Linked DNA regions of Mus musculus: all the other regions are linked to region 2. Evidence: chromatin contacts called from public ChIA-PET, HiChIP or PLAC-seq and Micro-C data. All regions are on one chromosome and are shown on one strand. Each heading gives the region's core, a stretch centred on a gene start, on an enhancer-like site or on the middle of the called end of the contact. The rest is flanking DNA. Distances are from core to core; before and after follow the strand shown.

Region 1 (4,646 bases), core at 1,188-3,687, 500 kb after region 2:
CGGCAAGGGGGTGTGGTGTGCTCACCACCTGCCAGATGTTTTGGATTCCCGAATGAAACACACACACACACACACACACACACACATACACACACACACAGAGAGAGAGAGAGAGAGAGAGAGAGAGAGAGAGAGAGAGACAGAGACAGAGACAGAGACACAGAGAGAGAGAGAGACTTATTTTTAAGAAGCCCTAAGTAGCTCCATGGCTGGAGGACTCCCTAACTCCACGTGGCTAACACACATTCCCCTCCAAGATTCCTGAGTTAACACTGACTCCCTGCTGGGCAGCCTTCCTGGGGCCACTTTCCGCCTGCACATACATGTCAGCTGTCTCTCTCTCTCCTCTTTTACCACATGGGTCTTGGGGATCAAACCCAGGCTGTCAGGCTTGCAGCAAGCACCTTTACCTAAGGAGATATCCCAGCATCCCCCTATTTTTTAGACATTAAAATGATTTTTAAAAAAGAGAATACTAAAAAGAAAAGAAGCAATATGGCCAGCAGTGGGGGATTGGCTCATTTAGAGCATGTGCAGTGTTGGTACCACAACTCTGTGAACATGGGTAACATGGCTAGGGATGTGGTGGGTTTCACCGGCGAGTGCAGCCGGCCAGAGGGCAAAGCAGCCAGGGGCACTGGAAAAAGGTAACTTGGAAAGTCAACACTCAACTAAAGAAGACTGCCACTATCTGATTCCATTCACTGGCTAGTCTTGTGGAAATTCAGGCCAAATACTGCCAGACCTTTCTATTTAAAACAAAACAAAACAAAACAAAACAAAACAAAACAAAACAAAACAAAACAAAACACTTTATTTGGAAATAATTTCAATTTATAAAAAGTTGTAAAAAACTCATAGTACAAGACCATCTATGCTCCTTACCTATCTTCTCAGATTGCTAATACTGGAGCCTTAAATCCACCCCAGACACAAAGCACACATACACACAACCTTTTTATGAACCATGTACACCCTGGCTCCTTACGTCTAAGTCCTCTATTGTGGATTTCCTATGTATAGAAACCCAAAAACTCCATTATTTTGAACTGAGAAAAATGTGGAAGATGCACAAGGAGGACCACAAGGAGGACTTCCAACCAGACACCCCAAACCGAGCTCAGCACACCAAAGAGGCTGAAAGGCACAGCAATAGTCATTTGCTTCCAGTACATGTGATTTTATGTGTAAACTGGACCTAGGTACCGAACCACAGACATTATATGTCATAAAACTTATGCTAAAATATGTGTTATAAAACATATGCTAACATAATTTAGATAAAGATGCTAGATTCAGGTTTCCTTCCCTGTACTCCAAAGAAGCAGGTATCTTCCAGCCTCCAGGGCACGCACCTTCCTTCCTTGCAGGACGCATTTCCACACTGTGTGAGTGAACCAGAAGCAGGACCATCTCTACAGCTGAGAGCAGGCCCTGCTCCTGTATGGTGACTCTCATGCTCAGGGGTGACTGTTTACTGCCTTCACACTTGGCTCTACCCCAAGTCCCCAAAGTCATCTTGCTTCTTTATGTATTTCCTGGTTTAATACTTTCCTCCCTGACCCGACACCACAGGCTGGTGTTTCTGTCCTGGCCATGAATGGGGCAAGACATGAATATACCTGATTGTCTTCCACATGTTGAAGCCATCCAGAGGTTTGGTTCCATTAGTGCTTCCCCCAGCCAGATCTACGAGTGTGGGGAGCCAATCGGTGATGTGCATGAGTTCCCGGCTCTTCACGCCTTTCTGTTTCAGCAAGGGGCTTGCCACGAAGCCCGTTCCTCGGATGCCCCCTTCCCACAGGGTCCCCTTCCTTCCTCGGAGTGGCCAGTTGTTGCCTCCAGACCTAGTCTGCCCACCGTTATCTGAAACACAGGTAAGCCTTGGCATGAGTACATGAAAGTTAGCAAAATGGCGTCACTTGTGTCACACCATCACAGGCAAGAACATAATGGGTGAAGCTAAGGTTATGAAAAGAGGGGGCTCTCATGCGCATATGCCATTTGATGAGAACGAGCTCAGAGGACTTTACAGAACCACGATCTTGAGGGGGCAGGGGTGGAAGAGGGCATGTTACCTCACGATCTTGAGGGGACAGGGGTGGAAGAGGGCATGTTACCTCACGATCTTGAGGGGGCAGGGGTGGAAGAGGGCATGTTACCTCACGATCTTGAGGGGGCAGGGGTGGAAGAGGGTATGTTACCTCACGATCTTGAGGGGGCAGGGGTGGAAGAGGGCATGTTACCTCACGATCTTGAGGGGGCAGGGGTGGAAGAGGGCATGTTACCTCACGATCTTGAGGGGGCAGGGGTGGAAGAGGGCATGTTACCTTATTCAAGAATAATCCTGCCAGGACGTCTATCCAATAACTGTCAATCTTGGCCTAGTGCTGTTCCTGCTTCTCATCTTTTAGGTCAAGGGTTATTGCTTCAAAATAACTCAGCAAGCTTCCTCAATTTTCATTCAAAAAGTACCCCATGTGCCAACCTCTTTAAAATTGCTCATGGCTACCAAAAAAACCACAATTCCATCGCAATGCTCTCTGCTTTCATAGAAACTCCTTATCTCTGAGGCTCTGTCTGTTACTGGGGATGGGGTGGGGGTGGAGGATGACAATGCTACTGCTCTCTTAAAAACATCTTGAACTATATGTGAGTGAGTGTCTGTATGTGTGTATGGACATCTGAATGTAGGCACCTGTGGAGGTTAGAAGTTCCAGACCTGGGGTTGCAGGGGGTTGTGAGCCACAGCCTAGTTACCTTTTGTGTAAAGGTAACTAGGTCTTCAGCAAGAGCAGTACAAGCTCTTTTTTTAAAGTGATAATTTATTCATTTTTATTTTATGTGCATTGGCGTTTTGCCTGTATGTCTGTGTGAGGGTGTTAGACTCCTCAGAACTGAGCTGCCATGTGGGTGCTGGGAATGGAACCCAGGTCCTCAGGAGGAGCATTCAAGACTTTCAACATTTGAGCCATCTCTCCAGCATGCCCCTCCCCCAGCAATCTTAAAGGCTGAAGTATCTTTCTGGATGTTAACTCCTTGATTATTCATGACCCTGTCTTGCCTCCCCATCTTTTCAAATGGTAGTCAGGGTTTCAAGGACTTTGCCTAAGAGTGTCCAGACTCTAAAAAGTGAGGCATGGTATACTTTCCAGCTGTTTTACCTTTTAGAGTGCATTCAAGGATAGGTTTCCACGAAACTCTTGTTAAATGGTTCTCGAAGAAGATGATGAAAATCTCCCCTGCCTCTAGCTCTCTACTCCTCTCCCACTGGATACTGTGCTCCAGTGCCAGAGATAACCAGGCTCCAACACGACATGTAACTGATAAAAGACCTTTAATCCTCTATGAGTTCCAGCGTGAATAAGCTTGGGCAAAGTAATGGATGAGTGTGCCTGCACTGGAAAACAATGCATGCTGCAGGAGATGAGAACTGGGGTTCACAGCTCAGGAGAAAACTCAGGGGCGCCTCACTTGGTGACCCAATGCTCCTTCAGAAGAGGACAGCAGACCTTTTAAGATTTGTCTTGGAGCACTGAGCATGGTGACACATGCCTTGAATCCCAGCACTCTGAAGACAGACACAGGTGGATCTTTGAGATCTAGATCAGCCTAGTCTACACAGTGAGTTCCAGGATAGCCAGAGCTACACACACACACACACACACACACACACACACACACACACACACACACACAGAGAGAGAGAGAGAGAGAGACAGAGACAGAGACAGAGACAGAGACAGAGACAGAGACAGAGACAGAGCCCTGGAAGAAAACTTCTAGCACTGAAACTGGTGTCTGAATTATCAACCCATTCTCTAGTAACCAGAGCCCTTTCTTAATTGGGAAAGGCAACGGCTTCTTCAAAGCCTACAAACAGGGCAGCTGGGAGGAGAAGTGGGCCCAGTCCCTTCCTTCTCTGCAGGTTGGCGAGATGAAACTTTATTCACAGCACACCAGGGAAGGCAGGGAAGGGCTTCACTTCTCTTATGAGCCAGGTGAGGGCTCAGGACTAAGCACTGAGTTTGGACTATAGAGAAGAAGCAGTGGTATTTCTTGTGTTCCAAATTTGTAGAATCATATTTCTTTCCAAAGTACCCAGGTGCTAAGGTAACTTCATACAAATACTTAGATATGCAAATATATGCAAAAATTTTATGTGCATGCATATTATACTTAAGCATTACTTTTCAAAACCACCATTGTTCAAGTGAATCATAAGAGGGTAGTAGGACTAACTTGCTCCATAGAACATTCCACACAGAACTCTCTTGTCCTTGGGGATGCTAAGACATCCTGTGGATACCTGAAACCCGGGGAACCACACTCTGTTTTTTTCCTATACATACACCTATAATAAAGTCCAATTTATTTTCCTTTAATTTTTATTTTTTATTTTTATATGTATGGGTGTTTCATCTGCATGTATGTCTGTGCAACATGTGCATGCCTGTGAGCCACCATGTGGGGACTGGGAACTGAACCCAGTTTCTCTGGAAGAGCAGCCAGTGTTCTTAACTGCTGACCCATTTCTCCTGCCGCATAAAGTATGGTTTCTAAGTTAGGCACAGTCACTATCAACAACAATAACAATGAAATAGAACAATTATAGTATACTGTTGTAAAAGTTATTTTAAAAGTGT
Region 2 (4,278 bases), core at 522-3,021:
AATCAGGCCCAAGCTTTTACATGATCTAAAAGAAAAGGAAAAAACACCTCAGATGCTTACGCGTCAGAAAGGCTGACTAAGTGTACCCCAAGTCACAGGCAAATTCAACAACTGAGACCTTCTACTGAGGGAAATGTGGAGTTACCAAAAACTCCTTGTTGGATCAATCAGTCACACAAATGCACACAAAGACAGAAGACATCTATTATGTTTTACACTTTCATATCCTGAAAATAATGAACACAAAGATAATTAATATGCTTTATACAAGATGTTAATCAATAGAGTCAAATCTTAATCTCAATTTCAGCTACTAGCACCTGGGAGGCAGAGGCAGGAGAATGGCAAGTTCCAGTTTGAGGCCAACCTGAGCTACAGAACAAGATTGTCTCTAACCACCTTCCCCACCAATTATTATTTTAGTTACACCTCTTAATATCCATAAAACTATCAACCAAGTTTCCTTACCTTAAGTGGGTAGAATCTAGTGATAGTCTATTATGTTTTACTATACTGCGTAACAATAAGAGAACAAAAATTTAAAAAGAATGTGTAATGGCATGGTGGTGTGTGCACTGGAGTAGCAGAGGCAGGAGGATTTCTCTGAGTTTCAGGCTAGCCTGCTCTACCTAGTGAGTTCCAGGCCAGCCAAGGTTACACAGTGAGACCCTGTCAGAAAGAAAAGGGAGGGGAACGACAAATAATCTAAGTTGTCATAATTCTGTACATTTATCCACAGCCCATCAACACGCCAAAATGTAAAACCCAAACTAAAACAGAACCCGCTAAGGATGTTTTCAATTCTTGGCGGTATTTGACGCGAACCATAAGTAACTTTTTACAAAAATCAGTATACACGGTTGGTGCTTATTTTTAAAATTCATACTATTTGTAAAGAACTAGAACTGGGTTTGGTTCACAACAACACTCTATTTAAATATTATCTCAGTGCTTCAGTGGGGGCGGGGAAGTACCCTGGTGCAAAGATCATCACATGAAAAACGCCAAAGGTGGTAGAAAAAATAAGTTTGTCATTTATACAAAACCCCCAAACCACCGCTTAGTCCCTACATTATAGGGTCCCAATAAGCAGCAGGCCCACTCCCCACTCCCTTCCCCAAATACCCTCGTCACCTTTAAATAAATGACTTTCTCGAGGTCTGATCCTGTAGACCTCAAATTCACTAGAAGTTCAAAATTCAAACTCCTGTGCGCAGCCCAGATCAACTCAGTCAACGGTTTGGGAAGTGGAACCTCGGCTCACCAACTGGTTTGCTTTTTCCCCCCCACACACACCAAAGTTTGAAGACCACAGGCGCCGCCTTGGGCGTCCCCAGACGTCCCCAACAAGCCCCGCACCCGGCGGGGCCACCCCCACCCACCCACCCACCGACCCACCGCAGCGGGGGCGGCAGGGAGGTTCCCCAGGAACCGAGAGCAGCCCGGGCGGCCGCCTCGCGTCCCGGCAGCGCTCCCGCACCCCGAACCCCGGTCCTCACTTCTTCCAATCGCTGCTGAAGAGGCCGAAGGCGCCCGAGGGAGAGATGGTCGAGGTGGCCTCCTGCCCGAGCTCCGCCGCCTCCCCTCCTCCCGACTGCTCGTTGTAGGCGAAACTGTTGCTAGACATCGCGGGCGGTGCTGGCCAGCAGGCGGGTGCGGGAGAGAGCGTGCGGGGTCCTCTACGGATGGCTGGCGTTCGGAGGACACCGAACCAAACTAGTTCTGGGGCGGAGGGGGCGCGCGCCGGCGCTTCCGGGCTCGTCACTGCTCCGGCTGACCGGGCGGCCCACCCCCTGCGCGTGCGCACTGTGTCCGTGCGGGCCCGCGCCTGCCGCTCCCGGTGCGCTAGATTGTCGCGCTCCGGGTGTTAGGGGCTGCCGGGAAGCTACACTCGGGACCCTTAACAGGAAGCTGGGGTTTTGCACCGGGTCAGCCGGAGAGTCGTGGGCACGTAAAGAACTGGATATGAGGCCCTTGGATGCGTTTTGGTGGAGGAGATCTCAGATCCTCCAGGGTTCGTTGCTTCTCTTCTGCTGTCCACTGATCGCTCCCCGATGGCTCCTGAAACGCGGTGCACAGGTCGGAAGAACTTGGCTTCAGCGGCCACAAGCTCTCAGCCCTCGAGGCTGGCTTCCGCCCCTCTCACAGCCAGAGTGGCCTGACGTTCTAGACGTGAAAGCTCCTCCTTCGGAGGAGGCTTTCAGGATCTGCGCGGAGGCGATCATCCGCCTGCAAGCTTTGCCTAAGTTTTTCCTGGGGCCCGAGGTTCTTACTTGAAGTTCGAGGCTTGCGTCCTGCCCGCAGTCAGCTGCCGCGAGCTAAGCCTGGGCCAGAAGCTGGAGTGCGCTCTCCTCCGAGCGCCGCCTGCTTCCACTCTTGGGCAAGTGGCTTTCCAACAACACCTAAGCAGCAAGATGGGATGGTTTCTGGCTGCAGAACTGCAACCCTTCTGTCCCGGGCAGCTTTCCAAGAGGACCCTCACCAGCCTCCCTGGTGACTACCGTTCCTTCGTTCCTCTTTCCCTACACATGCGGTCCAGAAAGGACTGAATACCTGCAGCCCTGCAGCAAATCACCAAAACCCAAGGGTAGCACCAGGCAAACACCAAGGTCCCACCAAGATTTCTCGACTTGACTGAAAGATTGCGTTGTCTCTCGGAAAACACGCTCCTCCTTAGTGCTAGGAGAGAGAGGAGCAATCAGCCTCCAAACTGACCAAACGTTGGCGGTTAATTAGCTTTTCAATACACCTATCCAGACAGTGTTCGAGCATCGCAAATATGTTTCTTCCCAGTGTTGATGATATTGATAGATTTGTAGAATCTCTCCTACGACTGACTGATCGATGGTGATGATACATAACAAGGTGTTATATGATGCTTAGCTTATACCCCAGACACTATACTAAGTGGTGTGCATGGATAAATTCATTTACTACGGGAAGACACTAGGCTTTGCTTATTTTGTCAAGTAATGACAATGTGAACACATCCTCAGTACAAAATATACCTGAGTATATAATTGTTTTTATTTTGGAATGTAAACGCTTTTACTAGATATTCTAAATTGCTCTCCTACCATTTACGTATGAGAGGGATTTCCTCACATTCTCATAATTTTGTCATAATGTGATATAGATTTTTGTGTTCTAATTAATTTTTATATTCATGTTGATAATGAATATGATTATCTTTCATGTGAGTTTTTTTTTCACATGGACATGTTAATCCAATTTATCTTGAATAGTTCATTTTCTTTTTATTATTATTTTATTAGGTATTTTCTTTTTTTTAAGATTTATTTATTTATTATATGTAAGTACACTGTAGCTGTCTTCAGACACTCCAAAAGAGGGCATCAGATTTCGTTACGGATGGTTGTGAGCCACCACATGGTTGCTGGGATTTGAACTTGGGACCTTTGGAAGAGCAGTCAGCACTCTTAACCACTGAGCCATCTCACCAGCCCAGATATTTTCTTTATTTACATTTCAAATGCTATCCCGAAAGTTCCCTATACCCCCCCAGAGGCCCCCCCCCCCCGTCCTGCTCCCCTACCCACCCACAATAGTTCATTTTCTTATGGAAAGGGTTTATTTTGTTTTTAGAGACAGGGTCTCACTCTGTAGTCCTGCCTGGCTTCGAACTTGCAATCCTCCTGCCTTAACTTTCCAATGTTGTGACTATAGCCACGCACCAGCACACCCCACTTGAAAAGGGCCCATTCTCAAGTTTCATTCTTTAAACAAGCTGCTTTATTTTCATTGGTTGTTTTGTTTTCATACAGACTCATGTAAACAGTTGACCTATACTTTGGAAAGTTGTTGGGGAAGTCTTGGTTTATTTTGTTTACCTTGTCCTTCGATGGTGTGGGGTATCAAGGCTGTATGATTCTCAAGAAACATTACTGAGTACTTATTTTCTTCCTCCTTCCTCGAATATTTTATATAAGATATAAAGCCTGTGTTCCTTAGAAAAACATAAAATTTTCTCTCTGTGTGTCTTAGTTTCTATGGCTTCGATGGAACACCATGACCAAAGCAAGGTGGGAAGGAAAGGGCTGATTTATTTGACTTATGCTTCCATATCACTGTCCATCATTGAAGGAAGTCAGGACAAGAACTCACACAGGAAGCTGGAGGCAGGAGCTGATACAGAGGCCATGGAGGAGTGCTGCTTACTGGCTTGCTCCCCATTGCTTGCTCTGCCTGCTTTCTTATGGAACGTAAGACCACCAGCCAGGCATGGCACCACCCACAAAAAATTAGGCCTACATCAAT
Region 3 (4,265 bases), core at 456-2,955, 430 kb before region 2:
TGAGAATTTGTCAATGTCTCACAAGCTAGTTCTTAATTACTTAAAGGACGTTTCTCTAGCATATGTATGGTTAGGCTATAACTACTTGAACTAAATAAATTTATAGAATAGATCAAGAGGGTGATAAAATCAACAACATATTAATGGGAAAACATTTAGAAATGTTTTCTCATGATATTTACTTTAAAGCAGTCTCTTATACCTCCGGGTTCTTTTCTGCAAAATAGACAATATGCTAAAGGAAATGACACAGCCAAGGAAAGTCTGGCAAAAGAGAAGAAACGTGTGGGCTGAGGGACAGCGCGGATTACTTACTGTATGCTATAGATCTCATATTCCCCTCCTGTGTTATCACACAGTCTAATGCTCTATCACCGCATCCCAGCTGGAGCCAGGATCCTTGTTTCATTTGCTTGCTCTGCTACTAACCTGAAGTGTGACTTCAGCCACATTCTGAAAACTGCACTCATAAACATGTACTGAGCAAAACCTATATGGTGTATCTTATTTATTTGAATCACACTGTATCAAAAATGTAGCAGGTATTTCTTCCAAAAACTGAATTCAGGGAGAATTTGGACTCTATCTTCCAAATTCAGTAAGAAGAGGCACAGTACAACGATGAAATATGTTCCAGAATACATAAAACCAGATTTGAAGTCAGGCACAATTCAGAACCGACTGTCTATCCCCCCCACCTTCACCCCCGCCCCGCCCCCCTACCATACCCTAGCTGCCTTTGTAATAAAAGCTTCCAAAGTACCGTTCGAAGTACTAAAACTCGGGCAGTATCTCTAAAAGTGATTCTCTCCTCTATGGGTTGACCTCCCTCTGATGGAATATCAATAAACGGTGGAGAGATGGAGCAACAGGAAAAAAAGCTATTTCCCCTGCAGAACGATCTGCTTCGTAAGGAGGCTGTGTATCTTTTCCCTTGGAATGTTTCGGTATGATCAGCTTGGGTCTGAACAAAACTAGTTCTAATGAGCACTGCAATATGTACAGTCGGGAGTCAAGGCAAGTCACAAGACTGGCCTGGCCTATTCCTGGGAGGCAGCAGCCCACAGCTCCGGGGCGAGCTTCGGGGAAGAAGTTTGCAGAGGTGCTCACGTTCAAGCCCCAGTTCCCAAACTCTGGAAGTGAGCCATGTCAGAGGCCAGGGCCCCGCCATTGTGTATTCTGAGTGAGGCCCATGATCTCAGCGTCCCTTAAACTTGAGCGCTGTCCAGTCCACCTGAGGCCAGGCCAGGGCGGACTCCGCCTCCCTACTGCAAAGTTCAGGGAGCCGGCGCCCCGCACGCACAGGCCGAGGCCCTCCAGGCACAGGTCGCCCTCCTCTTCCTCCTCCTCCCGGCCTACGAGCGCGGAGGACGCCTCCGAGCCTCGCACGGAAGGCGGCCAGGCCAGCGCCGAGGTCGCGCCGAGCCCTGCACGGAGGGCGGCAGGGCCAGCGCCGAGGGCGGCTCCCTGCCAGCGCCAGCCTAGGCGTGTGCGGGCCCCTCGCATCCCGCCCGCCGAGGCCTGGAAGCCGCGCCCGCATCGGGCCTACGCTCCGCCCGGCTTCCCCGGCGGTGAGAAGGGAAGAGCGAGCGTCAGCCGCGGAGCCGCCGGCCGTTCCTTACCGCCTCACTACTCCGGTCTTGATCTTGATCTGCCTCACGCGAGGATCGGCCATGGTCCCTAAGGCGCCGCAGGAAGGAGAGGCGGGGCTGCGCGGCGCGCCGGCGCAGAAGGGGCGGTGGAGTGGGCGTGGAGCCCAGAGTGCGCGCATGCGTACCTGGAGAGCCCGACCCCGCCTCGCCTCCCGACTCTTACCTGGAATCCTTGCATCTAGACTGCTGGTACCTAGAGCTGGAGACTCTCAAAGCCCTATACCAGCTGCTTCTCCCTGGTGCTTGGACAGGATTTGTACACAAGCTGCACTTTTATTTTCTCAGTCTCCATAGCCTGAGTTAAGAAACTTTCTGTTCCTGAGAAAGTGAACAGGATTAGCTGCTTAATGGACAGTGTGACTTAGAAACTATTAACAAGGATAATTTTTGTTTTCACTGTCTGTTGTCAAATGGAGAAAGAGATCTGTGTTTGATGAAATAAAATACCATAATGCAGACAGTCAAAAGAAATTTTTAATTTTAATTTAATTTTTTTTTTTACATTCCAATCCATGCCCCCTCTTCCGGTTCCCTTTCTCCATATAGTCCCTTCCCTTTCCAGAGTGTTACTTATGTAAATTGTCTTGTGATGTTTGAGTTTATGGAGAGAGGACTCTGGGAGTAAGGAGGTTCCTCTTGTCCTAAATTTTAGCAAGTTTGTTTCAAGTGTCCAGCAAGACTCCCCGTCCTGAGACATGCTGGCCCCCTACCCCTGAGACAGGGAGAAAACAGTACAGCATTGCACCTTCTTGGCCTAGAGGGGAGCAGCCCTTTCCTCCTAGCCTGATGGCCTGAGACCAATCTGCAGGACTCAAAAGTGGTAGAGTGTAAGAACCAGCTCTCGCAAGTTGTCCTTTGACCTCTGCAAGTTCACTGTGGCTTGCAAATATACACAGAAGTGTATGAAATAAACGCTTGGTTTTTGTTTTTTAAGTTGTGTAAAAGTATGCCTACACTGGCAACAAAATGGCAGAATCCCATCCACAGAGAGAATCTCTGACTGGGGGACTCCGAGGGACTTCTCCAGTGCTTTGTGCAGGGTGTTGTAAGAACCTGTTTCGATGGTGTCATCTATCCGCTCCCTGCTATTTATTTGTTCATCTCCTTTTTCTTGCTACACACTTAATGGACTCAGTCATTTGAGAGCAAATGACTAGCCACCTATCTCACATGTGGAGTTCTATCCTTTAGCGAACACAGGACCCCGGCACTCAACCTCCTTGAAGAGCCCTAAGAAATAATGCCCACGTCACGTGACAGGTGTATAGAGGGTGGCATTCAGCACAATGCCTAAACACAGCAGACATGGGACAACTTTTGACTCCACCATATTTTCCAAGATACAATTTGCATAGAACAAGGCACCCTGAACTGTGTTCTAGAGTCTCTTCCTGTTGAAGCACCCCTACAACCCCCAAGGAATTGAGGCATGGCCTCCATTGCGTCCTCATTTCTTGGTTCTGTTCTTCACTTGATGCTCTTGGCCTCTCCTGACCCTTAGTTCAGTTCTCATCTTCATGGCTGGCTCTGGAACATCCTTCAGTCTTGTCAGAGCAGAGCTCCAGGTATAAATCCAGTCTCAAAACCTAGCTCCCACGGAAAGACTCCCAATGCTGCCCCTGCCTGTGCAGTTCTCCAGGAATACATTGATCCCTTGCATTCTGTGTATATTTGTTTGAAAACAATTTGGTTTGAGTTCTTTACAAGGGCTGTTCCCACCCCTTTAGCTGCAGTATAAGCATGTTAAGAGGCAAGAATCCTGTCTTTCATAAACCTTTCTCTTAAATCTCCATCTGCGTGATCCACACAGCAGGTGCTAAATTCAATAAATACATTTCTCTAGCTGGCTGGCACACTGAACTACAATCCCAAGTGACACAGCAGAGCTGTGAAATGCAGAGGAGGGGACAAACACAGCAGCAGCAGAGTCACCAACGCAAAATGCTGTGAAGGTAATAGAAACTGCAAACCACACACCAGAGACAGTGTGCTCAGGCCTTCTGCCACTGCCCAAGCTCTTTTAGCCACCACAAGTAAAATCATTTGACTCACTACATCTTCCTTTTTTCCTTTTTGCCCAGATTTTCAGACATTCTGAGCTCAGTTTTGTGCTAATTGGCAGAAATTTCTTTTACACACACACACACACACACACACCAATTTTGTATCTGTCTTTCTTTTAGTTCTTGTCTATGCCTTAACTGGAAACCACTCACTAATGTATGTAATTAATTCAGCAGCCAACAGATACTGCTGCGCGTATCCAGTCCCAGGCCCTCTGGGACAGTTTGCATTTATCTATCTGTGTATTCTACATCACATTTGGGTGGCTGCAAGGTACCAACATGGAGTGTGGCAGCAGTAGGGAATTAGATGGCCTTGTCCCAGTTTCTTGAGCTCATAGTTTTAGTTAAGGATATGTATGTTTCGGGAGCCAGTCCAACCTGGGTCAAGTCCCAACTCCTCTTTTCACTAACTGTAACACTGAACAAGTTGCTTAACCACCTCTTAGCCTGGTGTCTTTATCTGTAAAAGGTAGAAGGTGGTAATAATACCAACCTCCTAAGGCTTTGACGGAGCTTAGCTCGGTGCTGGTGTTTATTCGAGCACTTA
Region 4 (4,611 bases), core at 1,648-4,147, 300 kb after region 2:
CTGTAACACACACACACACACACACACACACACACACACGGGGTTGGGGGGAAGACAGGAGGAGCCCACAGGCACAGTTCCTCTGTTCACTGTTTAGTTAGGGATGTCTGTTCACTTTGTCCTCTGGTGTCTATACACCTGAATAAAGGTGTACTTTAAGGCTGATTTTTTTTATTTGTTTGGTTGGGGGAGTTGTTTGTTTGTTTGTTTTATGGAATGAATTCTGGAATTAGGCACTTACAGATTACTTGTATCTTTCTAAGACTAGTGAGCTTTGACTCTAACATTGACTTTAGCATTCTTGGGCAGTGTGTATCACATCAACCATTAAAAGGTTTTTAAGAGTGGGAACTTCTAGATGTTGACTGTCAGAGGCAAGGCTCAACTCAGACACTCAGTGGGAGAATCAGTTACTCTTGAGTCCCTTTTACCCTGGGAACTTAAGAGTGCTGGCAATCCTTAATGTTTTCTGAGCATTTCGTGTGTGGGGGAACCATCCCAAATCCGAACAAAGACACCAGTTAACCTTCCGGAGACGCTCACGTGAACCCTCACAACCATTTTCAATTTTTAAAAATATTTTATTATTAATTTTATTTTTAATTTTGTGTACACTTGTTCAGTGTATGAGTTCCTGAATGTGAGTGCAGTGCCAGACGAGGCCAGAAGAGGGCATCTGATCCCAAAGAGCCTGAGTTGCAGGCAGGTGGTGGCAAACTCCAGTCTCCCCAGAAGAGTAGTAAGCACTATCGACTGCAGAGCAACCTCCGAGATTTAATTTTATTATTTGTGTGTGTGACTAAGTGTAGGCACACATGCATGCACAAGTGCCTGAGAAGGCCAGAAGAGAGCATGGGATCCCTCAGAGCTGGAGTCCTAGGCATTTGTGAGCCATCTGAGATGGATGCTGGGCTTAGAACCCCAGTCCTCATGAGAGAGCAACAAGAGCTCATAACACCAGAGCCACAGTTCCAGCCCCCACTAGGTAGACACAGAGACCGCAGCGGAGAGCTAGAACGGAGCTTGCTAACATTCACATAGGCTTCACACAATGGGGACCCAACAGACTAAATCTGAGTCTCCTGAAAAGCTTTTTAAGATTTATTTTTAATTATGTCTAGTTGTGTGCTTGCACCTGGGTATGTCCACAGTGCAAACGCCTGTGGAAGCCAGAGGCACTGATCCAGTTGGGAGCTGTCTGATTTGGGTCATGGGACCTCAGCAAGTGCTCTTAACCACTGAGTCATCTCTCCAGCCCCAGGACTCTCCTACATTTTAATCCTCCTGTGTTGGCAATTCTTTGCAGTAAAGATATATAGAAAATGAAGACTTTTTTTTTTTTTTGCAGTGTGTGTGTACACACACACACCTGAAGTTTTCTATCCATTCTTTTGTAACTATCTCCTGCTGTAGACTTTTCTCCCTGCCTTGTTCAACCTTGCTTGCAGCCAAATCTCTAAGCCCATGCCTCTGTTGTTAGCAGGTGCTGTCAATTCTGAGTTGCGCACATGGATAAACGGTATGCTTATTTTTCCCCCATAAGGCACTGCTTTGCTCTCATCTACAAAGATCCTTTTTTTCCTTCAGACAAATGGCTGGTTCATGTATCATGACTCAAATTATATTCACAAATGTTCATTTGCAGTGTAATCACTCTTCCTAACTAGACTGGTTCAAGACAAATGAGCAGCCCCCTTTCCCACCCTCTTCTCTTTAAGCTTACAGTGCTCCACCTCCCGCTATAAAATGCTGTCACAGACCACAGGCCACACTGCTCTGTATGACCTACTGCAGGTCACTCTATTTTTTTTTAATGACATCGTCTGGTATTGCTTTAAACCTTTCAAATATTTCATCAGAATCAGATGTTCCAACACAGGCTAGCCCTATTAGCCTGATTGCAGAGAGAGATGTTCATCTTCCCTGTCTTTAAAATATTTAACCATCGCATGCGTGTTCTCTATCTCTTAATTTGAAAGGGAGTTTTTAAAAAAAATGATTAGAAGAGCATCAGAAAGAGCAAGATAAATTATTCCTTATCCCATCCTCTCTTTGAGCTGGACAGGAAGAGTGTTCAGAGAATTAAAGTCCCTTCGAAGGAACTCTGACTTAGCCCCCCACACCTTGCCGCCCTGTGGCTCCAACACACACTCGCCGGCAGTGGTTCCACTTTTCCATATAGGTCACCAGCTGTAATCTACAAGCACAAAAACAATCATGGCACAGAGTACAGGAAACTGCCCGGGCAGGAGTGAGGTAGGGTGCGAGGATGAGAGTCTTTTGCCCTTACTTCCATACAAACTCCCGAACCTCCTGAATTAACAGAAAAGTTGAGCCGACTTGAAGAAACTCTTTTTGCTTTTCTCAGTTCAGAGAGCACGCGACCGCGAATAGACTGAGAGAGAAGTGCGGCCGGGTGGGGGTAGGGACTGCATTCAAACCCATCTCTCTGAGTCCTTCATCCACCCCAGATGTGGTGTTCCCCAACTCCCCGCCCACCTCCTCGCCAGCCCTCACCCCTCTGCACTGGCCACAAAAAATGCAGCCCAGGTCTGAGATGCAGCTGAGGTCTGTGGCCGGTGAGACCCACGCGGTACGGACCGGGGCTGGAGGGGACCACTACAGCTCCCCGGGAAAAAGCGCTTCCAGGCTCAACTTCTTCCACGTCTGCGGCGGGCCGGCGCTGCAGCGGATCCTTCCTGCCCCGGCACCCGCCGCCCGTCCCTCCGCGCCCCCGTGCACTGTCGGGGACCGGCCCCCTCCCGGGCTCCCCGCGCAGCACCTACCTGGCCGGGGCAGCCGGCTCCTAACGCCCCGCTCTGGCCCGGGCGCGTGCAGCCTTCCCCAGCCGGGCTCTCTGTGCCGCCTCCTCGCTGCAGCCTCGATCTGGCCCCGGCGGACCCGCAGGGGCGAGGGCGGGAGCAGACGAGGGTCGGCGGCGCCGGGGCGGAGGCCGAGGGGCGGGCGCAGCGGGAGGAGGCGGCCGAACCTCGCAGCCCAGGCCGGCCGCTGCCACTCAGCATCCCCGCCTCCGGCCGCCGCTCGGGGAGGGGTCGGCGAAGCCCGGCCTCCGGGGGGGAGGGTCCTACAGGGCCCGGGAGAGTGTGGGCGACGCGCGCGATCCCTGAGAAGGGGTCCCGGAGCCCTGCGGGGTTCTCTCCTCACGCTGTCCCAGTGCCTATCGTGGACCAGAGCCGGCGGGGCGGGCGGGAAGAAAGTCGGTCCGTGGCCCAGGAAAACCGCAGGGTGGAGAGTGGTCTGCGGTGCTTTTAAAGCAGAGGCTGGAGGCACAAGTTTACAGGTCCTGATTTCTACTTCGGGAAACTGCAAACTTTCACAGAGCTTGGATGCTTGGGTCCAGACACATCCCCCAGGCACTGAAGATACACTTTCCAATAGATACCACAGATATCAAAGGCGGTTTAGCCAGCGGGAAAGGGATCCAGAGAGGAGACCCACCAACTCCTCTCACCACCGCCCCCAGGGCCAGAGCAAAGGACAGAGTCAAATAGCCAGGGGCTGAATTGTCTGAATTCATTGTGTTAGGACAGAACCCAGCTAAGATCACCTTCCTTTGTCTCCAACCCCCACCCCCTGTCAAATTTGCTTCAGCCTCCAAACTCTCAGACACTTGTCTATCCACCGAAGCACACCCACCCCCCCCACCCCTCCCTCCCGGCCTTCCCTAGCAGCTTGCATGTGCTCTTTGCTCTTGAAGTCTTTGCACTTGACCCACTATTTCCAAATCCATTTGGGTTTGTCAGTTTCAATGGCCCCCTCCTGCTTTTGAAACCCGTGGGCACGGCACCTATCTGCACGGCCTTACAAGCTTAATGGCTCTAGAACACCACTTCCTGGGTGAGAGGGTATCTGAGGCATTTTGCCAGGAAAATTAAAAAAACAAAACAAATTCTTGATTTCTTTGCAACTCCACTATTGAAAACCATATCCCACAGCAGGATTGTAGATAGCATAAGTCATCCGCAACTGCTGGTCTGTGGAGAAAACATACAAATTAAATCGGTTGGGATTCTTCACATGCAAAGGGTACCTATCACCAATTAACAATAGCTGCAAACACAAATGCATCACCATGCTGGTCCTCATCCAGATGGGGTCCTAGAAGGACCCATGCCTGTATCCACGCTGAAGCTGCTGATGCTGTTCCCAGGACTCTCCCACGGTTGAATCCTACTGGGAAAAAAAAAAAAAAAAAAGCTTTCCCGAAACACATTCTACAAGAGTGTTAAGTGCTCTCTCTATTTGGCAAAATCACGTGCTAGAAATTACAAGAGGGCTTATGAGGTTAAGAATAAACTTAAAAATCTACATAGCATTGCAATCGGAGAATTAAAAACAGCAACCATTCAAAAGAACATACTAACAGAGTTTATAAACTGTACTAAATTCCTAATAAATATTACAGTGAATACAAGACTTTACCTTTATAAAAAGATGGAGGTAATTATGGGAGAATTGTTTGAGATCAATGAATTGAGAAGAAAGCCAAAACAAATTTTAGAAACAGAAACCTTTGCCTTGTACCCTCTTCCTATGAACTCTCCTGGGTTATAGCTCACGACTGAACCAATCAAAGAACACAGAACAGAT
Region 5 (4,437 bases), core at 512-3,011, 460 kb after region 2:
CCTCCCCTCAGCTGCTCACAAGCTGGACTGCTCTCAAAGGAAGCTCTCAGCCTTGGCAGAGGCCAAGTGTGTTCTCAGTAGAGAGAGTGTGTGTGTGACACAATACAGGGGCTGTAAGTGGAGAGAAAGGAGCTTTCTTGTTGATTTACTGTTTGAAACGTGTGTTTCAGGAGAAATAGTCACCAAGATAAAATGTGTAATAAATTCTGAACCATGAAGAAAAAGCATCCCTTGCTGGCCTCTACAATCTGTAATACTATATCTCAGTCAGTCAGTCAGTCAGTCAGTCAGTCAGTCAGTCAGTCAGTTTGCAATCCTGGCACAATCCCTGATGCTAGACCAGATAGTCTGCAGAGCAGGACCCATCCATAGTTAATCTCCATAGTAACAGAGTCTAGCATGATTCTGGGAATCAGCCTGGTACCACAGAGGAGGGAGGGACAGTCAGGGGCAAGGCCAAGTGGGGGATGAGTGCTGAAGGAAACCCTGGTGACTAGCTTTGGGAAATGTACAAGGTGGCTTCTGAGATGGAGCCAGGACATTCAGAGATCTTGGTAGCCTGTAGGGGTTGCTGTGGTTAAAAGGAATGGCCTCCTGAAACTTGACCCCCAAGGTACTGAGAGGTAGGGTCACAAGGTGGAATGATTTAGTTCCTCCACCATGAATAGGATGGACAGGCTTAGTTAGTGCCCTCACAAAAAGACCTGAGGAAGAGAGATACTTCCCTTTTTCACCTTTGCCCTTCTGACCCCATTTGCCTTAAGACATCACAGCCAAGGGAAACCATTTTTGACTTGGAGATTAAGCCCATTATAGACACTACATCTGCAGATACCTTGACCTTGGGCTTCTTGGCCTCCACAACTGTGAACAATAAATGTCTGATATTTATGAGGTGTTTGACCCGTGGTATTTTGTTATAGCAGCAGGAATGGATTAAGACAGGTATGCAGGAAGAGGGCTAGCTGTGGTGAAAAGGAATAGGCCCACATGCTTAAGGATTCAGCCAAATGATCCTGTGCATGACTGGCTGAATGGACCACTGGCTCTGCTGCAGGTCAGAGGAGGAAGATCCTAACAGCGGCGGTCTTGGCATCCTTGACACTTCATGTAGATGATGCTCTGTTAGGGAGCTGATGTATACATTGTGATTGTCAGTATCCTTGGTCTCTACCCATTTGTAACTACCAAAAAGCTTTCTAGAAGTCACCAAGTCTCCCCCAGAGGCAAAGCAGCCCCCATAGAAAGTCACTAATCTCTACTTACTGAACTAAGGCATATGGCAAACAAAAACAAAGCAAAACATTTCATATGAAACCAAGTATATGGGGGAAAAGCAGCACACATGTATACAATTCCACATGCCTATATTGTTTAAATGAGTAACTGAAGGATTCTGAAAGGGCAAATTAAACCCGTTAGCACTGGCACCCAGCTGGGGTCATGGGGAACTCGGGCTTTGTCCATACTGCTTGGTTCAAAAGAAAAAAAGGAAGGAAGGAAGGAAGGAAGGAAGGAAGGAAGGAAGAAAAAAGGAAGGAAGAAATGTCCTCAAGGTTAAAATTAGTTAATCAGTGGAAACTGAAGATATGGGGAAAGCATGTGTTCAGAGGTACAAATGATGCAGAATTAAAAGCAGGAACTTTTAGGGTGTAGGAAAACAGCACTGCTAAATTAAGTCAAGTTCTGCGTGTGCACTGTGAGAAGGGGCTGAGTCACTTTCAAAATGCCCGTACTCACAAGTTCACAGTTCCAGCCACAGTTAAACACTGGAGTTTTTCTGACGCATGTTTCTTTCATTTTGCAGCGCTGTGGTATGTGTACAGCTTTCTGTGAGGACAGCGCTGATGCCACTGTGGGAACTGTCACTCTGCAGAGGTGGCAGGACCTGAGAGTGAGCGCTTGACTTTGAGTGTATGCGGTCTGCCCTAGCCGGGTACACTGTAGGAACGGATCTGTTTTTCATTAATTTGTTTGTCATTTTCCTCCACGATCTGGGGAACATTTATTTTCCCTGAAGCAAAAGGATCTGAAATGTCAGAGGTTTTTCTTGGTTCTGCTAGGGGAATGGGTTGTTGAGCAGAAGAAATTTGTCTTGTGGAAGGAGGCATTTTGTGACCTTTTGCCATCGTGCAGCGATAATGAGTTTTCTGACAAACCTGGAAACCTTGGGTTTCTTTGTTAAAATGATAAGCTTTGAGGAATAACTTTGACCTAGACCTTTGTAGAATTAATCAAATACAGATTTTGGAAAAATTGATGAGTTTGGTCTTTATCAAGACACTCTAATTTATTACTGTCACTGAGGCAGTTTACAGATCTATACTATGTAGAGAAATCAAACGATTAACTCCAGCCCCAAGGCTCTGAGCAGAGTTCCCACACTTATGGGGGTGGGGGAGGGGAGGAGAGGAGAGGGGAGGGGAGGGGAGGGAAGGGAAGGGAAGGGGAGGGGAGGGGAGGAGAGGGGAGGGGAGGGGAGGGGAGGGGAGAGGAGAGGAGGGGAGGGGAGAGGAGAGGAGTGGTGTCCAACCTGAGCACAGTATTGCTTTGTTTCCTTTCTCCTTTGTTCTTTCTTTCTAATGTTTAATTGTAAATAAAATACATCCAGTGAATTAGGTCAAAAGGATAATGAAAACTGTCTTCACACCTCCCTCACACTCAGAGACCATTATATACTTCTGTATATTCTAATTCCATTTGATTCCTCTATTATTTTTTATAAACTGACGCCAAATAGAAAACACTTTTACTTTTTATTGGACCAGAATGTTTGCCACTAATCTTTAAACACTCTGAGTAAAAAACACAGGAACAATCAATTCTCCCAGTTTCCCTCTGACTGTGGTTAAATGATGAGACCTGCTTCTTATATCCCAGGAAGTTGCCTTTATTTTTTCAGGAGATACAGAGACAGGCTCGCTGGTCCCAGAGACAGGATGAGCTCTTACGATGGAGCTGGGTGAGGATGCTCTTTGTCTTCTGAGATACAATGACAGATCAACAGGCAAAGGTTGCACAGAATGACCTGCCATGCCTTTTATAGAGGCAAAAGCTGGGGGCAGTCTCTTGGGCACACAGAGGCAGCACTTGCTTTTTCTATGCAATCTTTCTGGGAGTCCATAAGAGTTTGTCTGCACCCAACCTCAGCACTTCTATAAGATCAGAGGAGTTTCTGTGAAGAAGTCAGACCCACTGCCAAAGCAGTCCCAGGGAGACTCTGGGAAGAAGCCTACAACCCCCTTACTATCAATTTGGGAACCTCTTCCAGGTAGATACTCAGCTCACTGACATTTCCCAAGAGCCTAAGTTTTCTTTTTGAATGTTGGCACCATAGGACATTAACTTAGGGTTTCTACTGCTGTGATAAAACACCATGAGCAAAAAGCAAGTTGGGGAGGAAAGGATGTGTTTGTTTTATATTTTCCTATTGTTGTTCATCATTGAAGGAAGTCAGGACAGGAACTCAAACAGGGCAGAAACCTGAAGGCAGGAGCTGCTGCAGAGGCCATAGGGCTGTTTACTGGCTTGTTCCTCCTGGCTTATTCAGCCTACTTTCTTATAGAACCCAGGATCACATGCCCAGGGATGGCAATACCCACAATGAAGTGGACCCTTCCCCATCTATCACTAATAAAGAAAATGCCTTACAGGCAGATCTTGTGGAGGTATCCTCTCAATTGAGGTTCCCTCTTTTCAGATAACTCTGCTGTGTGTCAAGCTGATATAAAACTAGCCAGCATAGACATCAGGAAAACAGGACAAAGAACTATGCATCTAAGTCAAACTTCAAAATCATTCTGCTGACTGGCCTGAGTTGTGTTTTTGCCAGACACTCCAAAGTACACTAGTATTGAAAAAACATTCTGGCATTTGGATAACCAGAAAGACAATGTACATTGCTATAGAGTCAACTTAAACAAGAATTTGGGGGAAGGATTTATAAACCCTTCAAAAGTCAGTTATGAGATTTAAGGTCTTGTAGGTGGTATCAGGGGTTGAATTTAGGGGTCCTGTACATGTTAGGCAAATGCTCTACTACTGAGCCAGAGACTCATCCAGGTTATGTCTTAAATAGAATATGTACATTAATATATTCAAATGGTGTCTCTGACCTCCTTAGACTCATACATACTCTACCCCCCCCCCCCACCATATGCACAATCTTTAATGAAAAGAAAAAGAAATGCTGAATTTTGATCTAATGTTAATCAACAAAAGCAGGACATTTGGATGTACATTCAAAAGTGAGCAGTATTGGTAGAAGAGCTGAGTGGTAGACCAGATGTCTAGAATACAGGAATTACTGCCTGACAGTCACAGGCAAGTTCTTAGATGCTGCAAGAGTAGTTAGTGCAGTTCACAGCTTGCTCTTTTCTTTTTGAATAACAGCCTAATTTCTTATATGATCTTTGTACTGTCACCTTACTGAGTCAG

What was found. A called contact is a pair of places that touch in the nucleus more often than the background predicts. ChIA-PET counts read pairs in DNA pulled down with a chosen protein or histone mark. HiChIP or PLAC-seq counts read pairs in DNA pulled down with a chosen protein or histone mark.
Region 1: an H3K4me3 HiChIP or PLAC-seq map of bone marrow-derived macrophages shows a contact between it and region 2, with 3 times the contacts expected there. The contact joins the enhancer-like site here to the promoter of Ap3b1 in region 2. A contact is called at or near these places in 3 of 39 promoter capture datasets (hippocampal neurons and liver) and 1 of 115 datasets of contacts at active chromatin or transcription factors (bone marrow-derived macrophages).
Region 3: a FOXA1 HiChIP or PLAC-seq map of pancreatic cancer cells shows a contact between it and region 2. The contact joins the promoter of Tbca here to the promoter of Ap3b1 in region 2. A contact is called at or near these places in 3 of 39 promoter capture datasets (the C10 cell line, embryonic stem cells and liver), 1 of 484 Hi-C or Micro-C datasets (CD4 T cells) and 2 of 115 datasets of contacts at active chromatin or transcription factors (the 230-238 cell line and pancreatic cancer cells).
Region 4: a contact with region 2 is called in a Micro-C map of embryonic stem cells, with 2.3 times the contacts expected there. The contact joins the promoter of Lhfpl2 here to the promoter of Ap3b1 in region 2. A contact is called at or near these places in 4 of 39 promoter capture datasets (the 3T3-L1 cell line, 3T3-L1-derived adipocytes, pre-B cells and 1 more), 3 of 484 Hi-C or Micro-C datasets (all in embryonic stem cells) and 2 of 115 datasets of contacts at active chromatin or transcription factors (bone marrow-derived macrophages and extraembryonic endoderm stem cells).
Region 5: a contact with region 2 is called in an RNA polymerase II ChIA-PET map of memory CD8 T cells, with 6 read pairs. The contact joins the enhancer-like site here to the promoter of Ap3b1 in region 2. A contact is called at or near these places in 1 of 39 promoter capture datasets (hippocampal neurons) and 1 of 115 datasets of contacts at active chromatin or transcription factors (memory CD8 T cells).

What each region holds. Positions count from the first base shown.
Region 1 is chr13:93,859,307-93,863,952 of GRCm38.p6, reverse strand. It overlaps Arsb (arylsulfatase B), which reads right to left. Exons shown (of 8, transcript NM_009712.3): 5 at 1,623-1,866. Among named protein-coding and RNA genes, the nearest start is that of Mir5624, 71 kb to the right of the region's middle. Within about 2 kb of position 2,437, at least 13 of the 459 cell types and tissues checked have an H3K27ac peak or open chromatin away from gene starts, as enhancers often do. A contact at or near this core is called in bone marrow-derived macrophages, where this site is marked.
Region 2 is chr13:94,356,453-94,360,730 of GRCm38.p6, reverse strand. It overlaps Ap3b1 (adaptor-related protein complex 3, beta 1 subunit), which reads right to left and starts at 1,771. Exons shown (of 27, transcript NM_009680.3): 1 at 1,500-1,771. The coding sequence starts at 1,627. Gm9776 (predicted gene 9776) reads left to right here and starts at 1,808. Exons shown (of 1, transcript NR_045619.1): 1 at 1,808-3,984.
Region 3 is chr13:94,786,360-94,790,624 of GRCm38.p6, reverse strand. Tbca (tubulin cofactor A) reads right to left here and starts at 1,705. Exons shown (of 4, transcript NM_009321.3): 1 at 1,623-1,705. The coding sequence starts at 1,675.
Region 4 is chr13:94,056,082-94,060,692 of GRCm38.p6, reverse strand. It overlaps Lhfpl2 (lipoma HMGIC fusion partner-like 2), which reads right to left and starts at 2,897. Exons shown (of 4, transcript NM_172589.2): 1 at 2,787-2,897.
Region 5 is chr13:93,896,050-93,900,486 of GRCm38.p6, reverse strand. All of the region lies in intron 6 of Arsb (arylsulfatase B), which reads right to left. Among named protein-coding and RNA genes, the nearest start is that of Mir5624, 110 kb to the right of the region's middle. Within about 2 kb of position 1,761, at least 85 of the 459 cell types and tissues checked have an H3K27ac peak or open chromatin away from gene starts, as enhancers often do. A contact at or near this core is called in memory CD8 T cells, where this site is marked.